Linked DNA regions of Mus musculus: region 1 is linked to region 2. A link is a contact called in public Hi-C data. All regions are on one chromosome and are shown on one strand. Each heading gives the region's core, a stretch centred on a gene start, on an enhancer-like site or on the middle of the called end of the contact. The rest is flanking DNA. Distances are from core to core; before and after follow the strand shown. Region 1 overlaps Ptk2 (PTK2 protein tyrosine kinase 2). Region 2 overlaps Ptk2 (PTK2 protein tyrosine kinase 2).

The links. A called contact is a pair of places that touch in the nucleus more often than the background predicts.
Region 1: a Hi-C map of the P5424 cell line shows a contact between it and region 2, with 2.1 times the contacts expected there. The contact joins two enhancer-like sites. A contact is called at or near these places in 1 of 15 datasets of contacts at CTCF or cohesin (the NIH/3T3 cell line), 3 of 484 Hi-C or Micro-C datasets (the P5424 cell line, common lymphoid progenitors and nephron progenitors) and 2 of 9 other capture datasets (adipose tissue and liver).

What each region holds. Positions count from the first base shown.
Region 1 is chr15:73,300,184-73,307,339 of GRCm38.p6, forward strand. It overlaps Ptk2 (PTK2 protein tyrosine kinase 2), which reads right to left. Exons shown (of 35, transcript NM_001358046.1): 9 at 4,224-4,364; 10 at 3,637-3,714. Among named protein-coding and RNA genes, the nearest start is that of Gm41344, 7.3 kb to the right of the region's middle. Within about 2 kb of position 2,963, at least 18 of the 459 cell types and tissues checked have an H3K27ac peak or open chromatin away from gene starts, as enhancers often do. A contact at or near this core is called in the P5424 cell line, where this site is marked.
Region 2 is chr15:73,220,053-73,227,046 of GRCm38.p6, forward strand. It overlaps Ptk2 (PTK2 protein tyrosine kinase 2), which reads right to left. Exons shown (of 35, transcript NM_001358046.1): 29 at 1,755-1,817. Among named protein-coding and RNA genes, the nearest start is that of Mir151, 31 kb to the right of the region's middle. Within about 2 kb of position 5,284, at least 36 of the 459 cell types and tissues checked have an H3K27ac peak or open chromatin away from gene starts, as enhancers often do. A contact at or near this core is called in the P5424 cell line, where this site is marked.

The DNA.
Region 1 (7,156 bases), core at 1,713-4,212, 78 kb after region 2:
ACCAAGCAATCAGTTTGGCAGTGTGTTAGACCAGGAAATGACACTGGCATCAGAGCAGCAGAACAGGAGAACAAGAAGCAGATGACAAATGTAATGGCTCACTCAGGGGTAAACTAGTTAGTATCTGTGCAGCCATACATAGCCGCTCCCCTGCAATAGACACAATGGCAGAAACCTACCAACAAGGGTGACCATTTTCTATAGGTTTACTCTGTAAAAGGGCAAAGGTGACCATTTTCTATAGGTTCACTCTGTAAAAGGGCAAAGGTGACCATTTTCTATAGTCTTACACTGTAAAAGAGCAGGAGATAAGCACCTTAATTTCTCAGTGCCTTTACTTCTCCCATAGCTGTAATCATTACTGCTTCACCAAGAAACACAGGCACAGATATGGATGACCCCAAAAGTCATAAAGCCAGTGTCAACATAATGGTAGCTTTGCAATGCACCCAAGAACAGGACCTTTTGAGCTCTCTAAACCCCATTTTTCATCTTTACCTCTAGACAAAATGGAGTTGGGGGTGGGGGGATGTTTGTCACCATCTTGAACTATGCTACAACATTGGAGATAGAAAAGAGGCTTTAAATGTAAAATGATAGCAAAAAATCTTGCAAGAAAAAATGATTACAAACTGAAATCTAAGCGCTATGACTAAAACTCATTAAGTCATAGCTGACTGGACACTATGGGTCTTTCTAAAAAGGTATGCCATTTACACTTCATGCCAGTGGACTAAGTGGCCCTGCTGCTGCATCTGTCCTGACCCCTCAGTTTTCACCATCGCTGTAATAAATGAAAAGTGCAGAGTGTACTGATCATCTGGAAATCTATTAGGCCGGCTGTGTTTTTCCTATTTGCAATGATTTTTTAGTTTTTATGCTATGGAACTTTTAGCAAAAGCATTTATCACAAATACCTAGCTTGTATCTCATTTTTTGTTGAAAAGAAATTCTTAATTTCTATTTAACATAACTTATCAAAAATTTTACAGTTATAATTTTTACATCATGTTTTTAAAAATTCATCCATGATGGGTGTGGTGGTGCCCATCTATAATCCCAGCATTTGGGAGGCAGAGGCAGGCAGATTTCTGAGTTCGAGGCCAGCCTGGTCTACAGAGTGAGTTCCAGGACAGCCAGAGAAACTCTGTCTCGAAAAAAAAAAAGTTAGTTCTAGGCTAACTACAGATACCATGTCTCAGGGAAAAGGGAATGGGGGGAGAATACCTTTGCCACAGTCATGAAATCTCTTGTTTTCTACTAAACTAGCATTTTTACTTTTCATGCGTGGATCTATAGTGTCATTGGGTTCAAGTTCTTGTCATGGTGAGTCTTAGGGCTAAATAACATTCTGTTTTCTTCTGTGATGCAGCATTTATTGCAAAGTTAACCAACGATCCCAGGTCAAGACAGAGTGGAGAGGTAGAATGGAGTGGGAGTTCTGAGATTGGTATGTTTAAAGTAAAAATACCATACCATAGCAATCTCATAATGTTTATAAGATTTGGGAAAACAACAACAACAACAACAACAAAACAACAAAGGAAAAAAAAAAAGGAAGGAAAGAAAAAGGAAAAGATCTCTGATTCCTGGACCCATGAGAAGACAAATCACAAAGAAAAAGACATCTGTGCTGGTAACACAGGCACAACACAAGCAGTGACCTCAAAGAGGCAGCAGATAGGATAGGACTGAACAGCTTCCATTCCCAGGAGGTTTGCTTTATATCAGATTGACAGAAGAACCAAGCATGCTTTCAGCTTATTCAAATGTGAAAACAAAGCCAGGTGTGGGAGTTAAAGCTTGTGATTTCCGCATTTGGGTAGTCAAGAGGCCAAAGATTTCCACTGAAGTGCAAGAATGGCCTAGGTTACACAGAAAAACCAAGGTCAGACTGGGATACAAAGTAAGACCCAAAACAGAAACATAATAAAACACATGAAAGAGAAAAATGACAAGAGCTATAAACATGGTGGAATCTAGGAGTTGAAAAACTTCTTGCCCACACTGTCAATGAGAAGTCTCCCAGCCTTTCTAAGAAGCAAACTGGTAACTTCTTTTCAAGTTAAAATGCTCTGAATACATTCAGCAGTTCTATAACTTGGGATCTCTTCCACTAGAGAGAAAGTAACAGTTTCTAGAAATACATACAAAAGAACACTTCTTCTGTACTCTAAGGAGATGGTGCAATGGCCAAGACTGCTTGCTGTACAAGCATGAAGACCTGACTTAAAATCCCAACACCCATGGAAAGAGGAGAGGCATGGCAATGTATACCTGCAACCTCAAAGTGGGCAAGGCAGGATGACCCTGGGAGTGCAAGAGCCCGTTGGCCTAGCCAATGAGTTTAGGTTCAATAAGAGACCAAATCTCATCAAGGGATTAGGGAGGAAAATGATGGAGAAAGATGTCCTCCACTGGACTCTGCATGCACATACATGAGCACATGTAACTACCTACTGACATGAGAAATGGATGAATGAACAAACAGGCAAACACTTATTTCAACATGGTCTTAAGGAAGACATAGGAAAGTTCAGTGACTGAGCTACTCCCTTTTGGTCCCAGGAGGCCATCACTGCCAGGTGGACTGGAAGGCAGGCTGAAAGGCAAGATGCACACGAGGCAGAATGTATGCTTACTAAGATCCATTTCTATCCAACAGATAAGAGTCAAGAGACAACGTACAACAGTTGCTGGTCATTTATGTGTGGGCACAGTGGGGACAGGAACTACTAACAAGAAAGAACTATAAGGCAAAAGAAAAAAAAACAGAGTAGGAATAGCCAGCAAGGAGTGCATGTGGAAAATCATACCAAGCACAAATACACACCTGTGATCAGAAAGCCATACCACTAAAACTGGCACACCTGTTAGTGTGAGCCTGCAACAAAGATATCAGAACCAAACTGTCTTAACCACAGGCACACATCCTCAACATCAGAACCCTGGCAGGCCTTACAATTCAACCTGTAATCATCAACATGTGGCACAGACTCCACGCACGCTTTCCCTGCATGCCTGACTGACCTCTACAAAGAGCTGCGGTTTCCTTGGCCTGTCTAGCAAAGCATGTGCTCAACACCATCTGCTGCAGCAACAACAGGAGCACATACTGGTGAGACAACCTGAGGATTTCTCTCCGGCCAGCAGTCTCCCTCAATGAGGTAAGTAAGGGCAACAGTACATTCAGAATTTAAAATTATCATATATCTTTCTGGAATTAGTTTATAAAGATTATTTAAGTACGATGTCAGTACAAATATACTAAAATCACATCTAGAAGTTAGTTTTAAAAAATTAAGAGTGTAGGTCAGTATAGAGTCCCTGGCTAGAGTGTGTAAGATCCTGGATTTGATACTCAAAATTGCAATGAAAAAAATAAGGCTTCACAACATAAGCCGGAACAGCCCTGGTCAGTTTTCACTGGCCCACCTAGTTTGTCTGATTCGTTTCCCTTTAAGTCTAAAGCTTTCCAAAGGTGTAAGTTTAAGCATCTCCCACACAACACTTGAGCAATACAATGAAGAAGTTTCCTTGCAGAATAGTCTTTCATGTGAATGCCCTGTCTAGTCCTCAGGTTCATTTGTCTATGCCCAGAACCAAATCCACGTGTCCTCCCAGGAGCCAACTTACATTGCAGCCTTTGTCTGTCAGGTAACTGATCCCTTCTTCTGGGCCGATTGCCAATTCCACAGAAATGATCCAACTTGACTTTGGAAGAGCAAACAGGTGGGGACCGAGGTACCAGAAGGAAAGAGATGATTTTAGATATGAGCCCATAAATATATCAACGAACTTGGGTTGGAAGAAGACTTGGTTTGTATTAATCTATCTAACCAAAAAAATAAAATATTTATAATTTCAATGACCCAGGAACTACTGAGCCTGAACAAGACTAGTTATGGCTACTCTTGCATCTAGGAAGCCATTGTTTTCTCTGGGAAGATTATCTCAACAGGATAACTAGTACTTAGAGAAGAGCTAATCAAATTGCAGGCCAGAATTAAAAACACCTACTTATGAGCATAGGCATACTATTTAAAATATGATTTTTATTATCTAATTAATGTACTTTCTTCCTGCTTTCCCCTATAATTAAGTGTCAAGCAATATTTTTCTGTAAGGACTATGACAAATGTTTCCTTCAATCAGAAATGTAGGTACATGTGGATTAAGAAAAAAATTAAACTATTTCCCATCCCCCAAGGTTCCACACTTACCCCAAGGGCACACTTGAAGCACTCTTTGTCAAATCTGTACACAGGAGAAAGAATCTCAAAGAATTTCAGGATGCTTTCTTCTCTATTAAGGTTGGCAAACTGCCTGAATGTTTGCTGGATCAGCTTTCTTAGTGTTTTGGCCTGAATGAAATTTTAGAAAAATACGTTTTCAAGTCAACCAACAGGGGGAAAAAAAAAAAAAAAACCTGCATACTAAATACCATTTACATTACTACAAAAACTCACTCAGTCAGATAACTAGTAGAGCATTAACTGTTGTAAAATACACATTAACAAACTTTACCCTGAGACCAGTTTGAAAGGTATAATTAGCAACAGAGGGCTTTATTCAACTTCAACAGAAGTTTAAGGCAACAACATGCATATTAAACATATGGCACGCTGCCATTAAACCATGTACCACAGGGGGCATGTGGCCCAGAAGCAGAAACCATGAAGAAAAACACAGGCACTCACATGTTCCAGTATCATTTCTGAAAGTGTACAAATAATTAACTGTAAAAATCCCTTGTTATTGGATCTACAAAGTGAAATTTCAGAGCACTATTCTTTAGAAAGATTGAAGACATTCAGCAATAAGAAGGATCTTAAAAATCATTCATTCAACAAAATGCAAATTGTGGTGTATACCTTCACAACTATTCTACGCAGCCTATAAACCACTGTATAGAACTAGTTTAGGGAGGTTGAAATCCTAACTTATTGTTTGTGTATCTTATTTTCTTTGTTACATAACAAAGAGAATAAACAATTTGTATAAGCAGAACAGATGCTTTTAGAAGACAGCTCATTGTGGCTTCATATACATGTGTGTAGAGGGGAGAAAACCTACCACATACATTGTTTTACCTTGCACAGATAACCATTGACTTCTATTCCTGTTATTCGAATACCTGGGAATGGAGCAAGGGCTTCCTAGGGACAAAGCTCGTGATCTTCAGTGTGTGAGACACCAGGCAGGCAAGGAAACAGTAACCCCACATTGAAGTCTGAGTACAAAGGCCCAATGTAGGCATAGTATAAACTTAGCTTCTACACTGCTAGCACTGACTAACTATACTTCCTGGGTAACTTTGAGTGAAGATGCAGTATTTTCTGAAGTAGGTTTTGGCAGGGATAGCAACAGTAGGGAGAAAAAGAAGTTGGAGGCTTTCTACTAACTCAGGCAGGAGGCAACAATGTATGTAGGTACAGAAGAAGAAAAGGAGCCATTGGTGGTCACACTCTTCTTTTATTTTGGAACTGGTATTAAACTAACAGGGCATAAACTAGAAGGAACAATATGGAAGGCAAAGGTTGGATGAACATTAGGTAATATTAGGAATCCAAGTGGACACATCACATGAGCTGTTGGAGCTGAAGGTGGAGGCAGGCAGTGGCTATCTTAACAAAAAATAAGGTTGCTATGGTTGTTGTTGTTATTTGCATGGCTTTAAGATCTTAATATGTGCCTAGTCTGGCTTTGAACTTGAGATTCTCTTACCTTAGCCTCCCAAGCACCCAAGTCATTGGTGTAAGCCACTATGGCTGGTACAAACTCAAGTCTTCCCCTGATGTTCTAGGAAGCTATCTTACTGACTCGCTTGGGAACTAGATAGATCCTCTGAGATCTTTCAACGTTTGTAGTTTTGAACTTGAATTTCTGCTGTGAATAATCAAGAGATACATTAAGGTTTGACTGTTTTGATTTGCTATCTAGGTTTAAATCTACAATAGAGCTATTAAGATAGTAGGCAGAACTTCTTTAGTCCGGTCCCTTGTACAAACAAGAAACAAACATAATTACAGTGAATTATACAATTCACTGAATTACTGTCCAGAATTTATACACATATTCATGTTGCTAATCTCCAAATGATAGCCTGCTGGCCTCTTTATCACTCATGACCTTGATACCTTTGAGAAGGAATGATGAGAACTATAGAGTGCCCCGGATCTAGTGTTACTGGTGTAGTGATTTTAATCATTCAAATGAAATGTTAAGAGACGTTGTCTGTCCTAGATTCTCAGTACCCAAGGTATGTGCAGCCTGTTTCTCTGTTCTTGGAAACATTGCAGCTCAGTCAAGTTCTACCAGGATATGATAATCTTTCAACCATTCAATGGGAAAGTTAACTATAAACAGTCTTCTAGAAATTTAAATCTAAGACAAGTAAAACAATTTGACTTTGAGGAAAAAAATACAAATATAGCCTGTTTATAGAAAAACTAGCATTAATAAACTTAGCCACTCAATATGGCTAACTCTAGAACAAACAGGAGCTCAGATATGTCTTTCTTATGGTTATTAATGAAGGAGGGACTGCCTACACCTACTGTGTGTAATAGGTGCTGTACAGCTTATGAGAACAGCTTTACAGCAGTACGAGAGTATAGAGAAGTCTGCTAGAGCTGTCAAGGGAATTTATGTAGAATGGGGAGAAATTTTGGACTAAGGCTATTGCCTCGCCTGACTAAAGCTATTTAAGAAACAAACAGTACTTAAGTTAAAAAATCAAAGTGATTGTCTTATCAACAAAAAGGGCTGAGATGTTTCAGTTGGTAAAGGAACTTACTGTGCTAGTTAGTTTTATGTCAACTTGACACGAGCTAAGTCATCTGAGAGGAGAAAACCTCAATTGAGAAAATGCCTCTTAGACTGTAGGCAAGCCTGTAAAGTATATTTTTTAAATCAGTGATTGATATAGGAAGACCTAGCCCATTTGGGTGGTACCATCCTGGATTGGTGGTCCAAGATTCTATAAGAAAGCATGCTGAGCAAACAATGAGAAGCAAGCAAGTAAGCATCTCTCCATGATCTCTGCGTCCAGGTTCCTTCACAGGTTGAGTTGCTGCCTTGGCTTCCTTCAATGGACTGTGTCAGGATACACTAGCTAAATAAACTCACTCCTTCCCAAGTTGCCTTTGTCCAT
Region 2 (6,994 bases), core at 4,034-6,533:
AATAAATGTTTTCCTCTATAAATTGCCTTGGTCATGGTGTTTTAACACAAGAAAAAGTAACTAATATGGCTGGCTTTTAGATTCTGCTATGTAGCCCATGCCGGGTAGGAAACCCTAAACTTAACTGATCCTCCAGCCTCAGCATCTTTTTTTTTTTTTTTAAAGTAAGGATTAAAAAGTTTTGGGGCTGGTGAGATGGCTCAGTGGGTAAGAGCACCCGACTGCTCTTCCGAAGGTCCGGAGTTCAAATCCCAGCAACCACATGGTGGCTCACAACCATCCGTAATTGAGATCTGACTCCCTCTTCTGGAGTGTCTGAAGACAGCTACAGTGTACTTACATATAATCAATAAATAAATCTTTAAAAAAAAAAGTTTTAAAGTAGCCAGGCGGTGGTGGTGCACGCCTTTAATCCCAGCACTTGGGAGGCAGAGGCAGGCTGATTTCTGAGTTCGAGGCCAGCCTGGTCTACAGAGTGAGTTCCAGGACAGCCAGGGCTACACAGAGAAACCCTGTCTTGAAAAACCAAAGGAAAAAAAAAAGTTTTAAAGTATGTGTGTCCAAGTGTATATGAGACTACAGGTATCAGGTATGTGTCACCCACTATACCTGGGGGGAAAAAAACACCTCTCTCTTTTTTTTCTTTTTTAAAGATAGATTTACTTATTTAATGTCTATGAGTACATTGTAGCTGTCTTCAGATACACCAGAAGAGGGCATCAGATCCCATTACAGATGGTTGTGAGCCACCATGTGGTCACTGGAGATTGAACTCAGAACCTCTGGAAGAACAGCCAGTGTTTCTAATCAGCCCAGCAAAACCCTTTAATTTTTAGTGTTTCTGGGGAACCAACCCAGGACCTCCTGCATGAAAAGCAGTGTACACTCTATCACCCCTCAGGGAACAAGGTATGAAGAATGGCTCTCCAAGAACTTGCTTTGCATGGTGCTTTTTACTCCACATGCCATCCACTTACTAAATGTTAGGACAATTACTGAGCCCCCCTGTTCTACTCTTGCTGTGGGTACAAAAGAGATCTTTGCCCTACGTGGATGACAGTGAAGTGAAAAGAGATGGTGGACACATGGAGCACACATGGAGGAAATCCAGCACATTGTATGAGAGGCACCCCTAAACATGGCCAAGGTGAGCAGACCTTTAACAACAGTGTCTGTGGGCTGGGCTGTACTCATAGGCCCAACAGTAAAACACACACACAGTATGAAAGTATCTGTTCTCAGAGCATTCTGGATCATCTAACAAGGTACACATGTGTAGAATAGAACTATAGGCAGTTGCATGGATTCTGTTTTAAGGGCTAGCTGTTTAAAGACAGTTTAGGTATTTCTGCCCTAAAAACCAGAAGAAAGACATCTTGCTTGAACAAGTTTTAAATGACTATGAGAAAAGTTGTAATTGTGCCCAGCATTGTGTCATCCTGGGACTTGGAAGCAGGAGGTAGTTTAAGTCCATCTTTAACAACTAATGTAGCTGTTACTCTAATTCTTACTAGACAGAGTACAGCTTCACTGCTAAAAATCTGTTATCAGTAACAGGACAGTGATCTGCATCTATGAAAATCTGGAACATGGCATATTTTGACAGTCTTAGATAACTTTCTTGTGTTTTACAGAAAGGTCATTCTATTCCATATCATGAATGTCAGCATGCCTTGATGTCTTTCAATAAAATGTGGGAGGCTCCAATATAGAATTTGGGACCAACTCTGGGGACAGTGCAGGCAGGTGCTTACCGGACCCTGAAAACTCCCGTCTTCCCTGTCGATGCTGCCTCGAGAGAGCCTCACATCAGGTTTCTGAAGATCAAAACAAAGGCCAAAATAATTTCATTAATATGTGTATGTTACTGACATATTCACCCTCTACAGCAGCAGCTTCCGGCTGGTCTTCTCGCCTGTACCCAACATCATCTCAGTGTCACTGTGACACTGCTCCCAAGTGGCAACCACTTCTTGGATCTGTGATGGTAAGCCCACCATTGTTTCTTTCGGTGTTGGTAATGTAACTGAGGCTCATGAACATGTGAGACATGTGCTCTACCACTGAGCTTATGGTTAGCCCACAGTGTCAATCTTTAGGTGATCTTAAATGATTTCTATCTGAATTCTGTAAATATTAATAACTCTAATTACATATTTATTTAGTGTGTATGTGTGAGTGTACATGTGCATATGCACATACTGTGGTGTGTGAGAGGAGGTCAGGATAGCCTGAGAGAGTTGGTTTTCTTCCTAAACCACGTGGGTCTCAGGGATCAAGCTCAGCTCCTTATCAACTGCTTTTATCCACTGAGCCATTTTGTGTGCCCCTTCTTAATTTTCTGGTTAGGGCCCTACATTTTTTTTTTTTTTTTTTTCCTGTTCAGAGCCATGTGGACTGGTCAGAGCGGCTTCTTATGGCTGGAAGGAGATCTGCTGTGCAGTTTGGGGTCTTGCACTGTTTTCATTTGTTGCTTCCACCTGTGGGGCATTGAATCAGGATTGAGGGATGCAGCAACAAACAGCTTAAAATCTGGCCAAATAGGAAATTTTGGACAGTACTATGAATAGAACTAGTCAACTTCCAGGTAACAGAGTCTATGTGCTCACAGTAGGGAAGAGTGTAGCTCACAAACGCTGCCCAGTTCACCACAAGGGGACATCATGGATGTCTTCATAGAAACTTGGATAGACATTTTTTTTTTTTTTTTTTTTTTTAGGATGCCAGAGTTTATAAGGCAGCCTGGGCCAGTCAGACAGCTCAAGGCTCATGTTGCCAGAAAATGCAGAGAGCTTTCTCCCTGGAAGCCTGTAAGGGAGGGGGAAGGGATTGCCACAGTAGGCTATTCTCTGGCAGGCAGCCCTTTGCTACTATTCCCTAGTTCCCTCATTGGTTTTCCTTCATTCGGACTGAGTGGGTCCTCTGTGAGAGGAACAGAGTAGGCTTTATGTAGTCAGGGCTTCCACATTTAAACTATAAAAAGTCCCCTTTTTAGTACAATTCTGTTCGTACAGTAATAAGAAGCCTAGTCACTATTTTTAAGCAGTGCTCAGAGGAAAACAAGGCTTCTCATCAGACTGCAGCTCCAGCAGCCCTGGCTGCTAGCACTCTGGCAAAGGAGTCCAGTAGCAATTACAGTAGGGATTCACATGCACAGGGCATCTGAGTAAGGCCACAATCTTGAGCTGGGGAAAAGAGAGGGGACACGGCAGAACAAGGAGCATTTGCTGTCAAGAGGGCATGTGACCTCAGGCAGGATCTGTTGTCCTCAAAATTATCCTGTGCAGGACCATGATCTGACAAGAGACCTCTGACCCACCCAAGCAATTGGTAAATGATTCAGTGGATGACAGTAGCCGCAAACAGCAGCTACTTCCAAACCTAGTAGGAGTTCTGGAGACCTAAGTCTTCCAAGAACAGTTACTGTGATCTAGTGGAAAATAATTCAAACAGTACTATAAATAGAATTGGTCAACTTTGAGGTAATAGACTCTGTCTGCTCATAGTAGGGAAGAATGCAGCCCACAAATGCTGCCCAGTTTGCCCAGTGACACAGTGGATGTCTTTAGAAGCTTCTACAGAAACTTGGACAGGATTTCTTTCTTTCTTTTTTTTTTTTTTTAAAGATTTATTTATTTATTATATATAAGTACACTATAGCTGTCTTCAGACACACCAGAAGAGGGAGTCAGATCTCGTTACGGATGGTTGTGAGCCACCATGTGGTTGCTGGGATTTGAACTCCGGACCTTTGGAAGAGCAGTCGGGTGCTCTTACTCACTGAGCCATCTCACCAGCCCAGGATTTCTTTTTAAGATGCCAGAGCTTATATGGTGGCCTGGGTCAGTGAGATAGCTCAACAGTGAGAGGGCTTGTGATAAACCTGAATCTGAGTTTGCACCCCCCCCCCCGCGCCCCCAAGTTCCACTATGGAAGGAGAACCAACTTTTCTATGTATATACAGTGCACATACACATGAAAACATTTCAAAGAAATAACAAGATTGGGCTTGTATATTTCACTAGAAATGTCATTTTTCTATTGATTTTTTACTTCATGGGAGGATTGATCTCTAGTGGTCTACACACTTGATAAGACCCTCCTTTTCTGCAGACATACTACTCTGAGAGAAACATACTACATTCAGGCTGCTGGAACCTTGCCGATCCAACAGAGGGCAGCTCCAGTAATGTCTTTTAGCATAGTCTCTTTAAAGTCGCTACAAACTCTCGCTAGTGCCTCTGGTTCAGCAGTCGCAGGTATTCAGGGATTGGACAGATGAAATGTGCTCCAAGAAGATAACATGGCTATGGTGCAGGAGCCCACAGGCATGTGCAGATGAAAGCAGATGGGAAGGGCCTTCTGTAGACACACAGTTCTCTCCTACTCAAACATCACCACACTCTTCCACTCTCACATGCATTTCTGCTTATGGGCAGGTGCATACACCCAATGGCCTCCCAAAGGGTATCTGTGCCCAGACACATGACAATCTGTCAAGAGCAATCTGACAAGAAAATGCATGAAAGAAGCTCTGTTTACTGACTCCAGTGCCCAGCACTTTCTATGCTAAACATAGGGCCTGGTTGGAATGAAATGGGCACAGACTGATTCCAGGATACCTCAGTTTAGCAGGGACAACACATAGAAAGAGTGACAGCATTTCAGAGAACATTACATTGTGATTTAAACAGGCCAGTAGAGCTTGCTTGTCACTCATCTAACAGCCTCTCTCCACCACCCACTTGTAGCTTAAGAGGGAAGCCCTCAGGCTTGTCTGCTTCCACTTGGTGCTCTTCTGTGCTACCCATCTCCTTCCAGGCTACACATGGAAATGAATGCAATTGCAGACAGCACTCTGAAGACAGCGAGTGGCAGGAGATACTTTGGTGTTTTGTTTTGTTTTTTTTAAACCAGATTAGGATGGGACAGTGTCCACTCTGTGCCCCACCCTGTATGTTCACCCTGGGGCTCTGCACCTGTTCTTTGAATCTCCTCTTCGGATTCTTTTCAAAGCACTTAACTTCTCCTCTCCTTCTCTGTCTACTGCTTCATTAGTTTGTCTCTTTCTCCTCACTGCACCTGGCTTACTGATATGCAGTTACTCATCAGTATATGCTGAGAGTGGATGGGCCTGTGAAGAGCCTGACATAATCAGTGAAGGTGTGAGGATGGCAGCACTCAGAACCAAGAGGATCTGGTCTCAGTGAATGTGGGAGAAAGTAAAAAAGCAGCACCGCCTCGGCTTTCCACGGCTGAGTGTATAAGGGAAATGACATGAAAACCACAGAGAAAGGTAACGGAGTTAGCTCAGAATCTGGCAACTTTGATGTGCTGAGAGAACAGCTAAGAGGAGTGGGGAGGGGGAAAATGGGGGCAAGGGGAGGAGAATGTTTTGAAAACACCAGCACTAGGATATCACTACTCAGTGAGTGTAAATCAAAATTCTGAATGAATTAGTACAAAAGCCCAACCCAGGAGCTGTAAGCATGTAGGGATGTTGCAGAAGGCAATCAAGCCTCTAAGATGCTTCCACTGGACTTGGTAAGCCTTTCCAAAGCTTCTACATATGAGTAGAATGTTTAATATATACAATCATGTTTCACGGAGAACATACTTTTAAATAAAAGCAGGCAAAGAACAAAAGGCACAAGCAGGCAATTCTTTAGGAGAAAAACATATAGGGTAACAAGAACTGAAAACGAATAAAGAAAAGAAAACACAAGCTTTGGGATTGGGTCTCACATTATAGCTCCAGTTGGCCAGGAATAGCAACATGGCCTCACCCTGCTAAGTACTAGGATTATAGGTGTGTGACTTTTTTTCCCTTCCCTATACTGGGGGCTAGACCCAGCATTTTACACATGCCAGTCAAGCACTTACCACTGAGATGCAGCCCCAATCCAATTTTAAAACAAACAAACAAACAAACAAACAAACAAACAAACACAAACAAACAGGGTGACAGGCAAAGGCCTGTGATCTCAGTTAATCTGAGGGAGAAGGGTTACAACCTTAGGATCCTAAGTTACACACTGAGTAAATAGAAGGCTAGCTTGGACAATTTAGTGAGACCTTGTAACAGCAGCAGCTAAAGGCCTAACTAACAATAGAGTGTACCACACAAAAATGCACAGTGTGGCAGCTCAGTGCCAAGGAGGAACTAAGACAGTTGAGGCTCTATATAGACAGCCGGCACTTTATTCAGGCAGTTAAAGCAGGTACCTCCTCAGAGATCACAGAACTATACAGGATAAGTTAGAATTGAATTGTGAAGCTATCCCACTTCAGCAGGCCTTGCTGCTACATACAGAGGGAGACGCTTTAAGGCAGACATTATAGTCAGGGGTCTGGGCATGCGTTACTTAGTTCTGCACATGGGCTATGCACACACACTTGGAGCTACCTGGAGGCTGGAGACATCCTGCACAGAGCATGAGTTAGACTTTACCAAAAGTTACCATGTATTTCAGGATGAGGTGCAGTGTATGAAAATAATCTCAAAGAAAGAGTAAGCCTGTAGAATACAGGCACCTCTGAGCCTTCTGATGAGAATTCCCCAACTCCCACAGAGACCAGCTTGGGTCACATCTGGCTAAACTAGTCCCATGACCCCACATCAATACCCACGCTCTTCCCACTGCCTGGAATGTATTTCCTGTGCCTGTTTGCTGTGCAAATTCCAGCTTTTCTTTTAAGACTGAGTTCACACACTGTCCAGACTCTCGTGTCTGCCCAGCACCACAGGAAGCACAGAAACTCGTTTTCTTTTGACCCTGTTGACAGGTTAGCCTGGTGTCAACACAAACCTCTACTTACTGGAGCCATAGTAGCACACCTGCACTGAGACCCATTAGCAAGTCAAATAATTTCATTTTTTAAAATGCAAACAAATGTGAGTATATGGTAGGGAGGCTTTCTGGATAAAAAAAAAAAAGCTTAAGACATAAGACAAGCAACAATTGGTGTATTCTTAAATTCATTTCCAAATTGA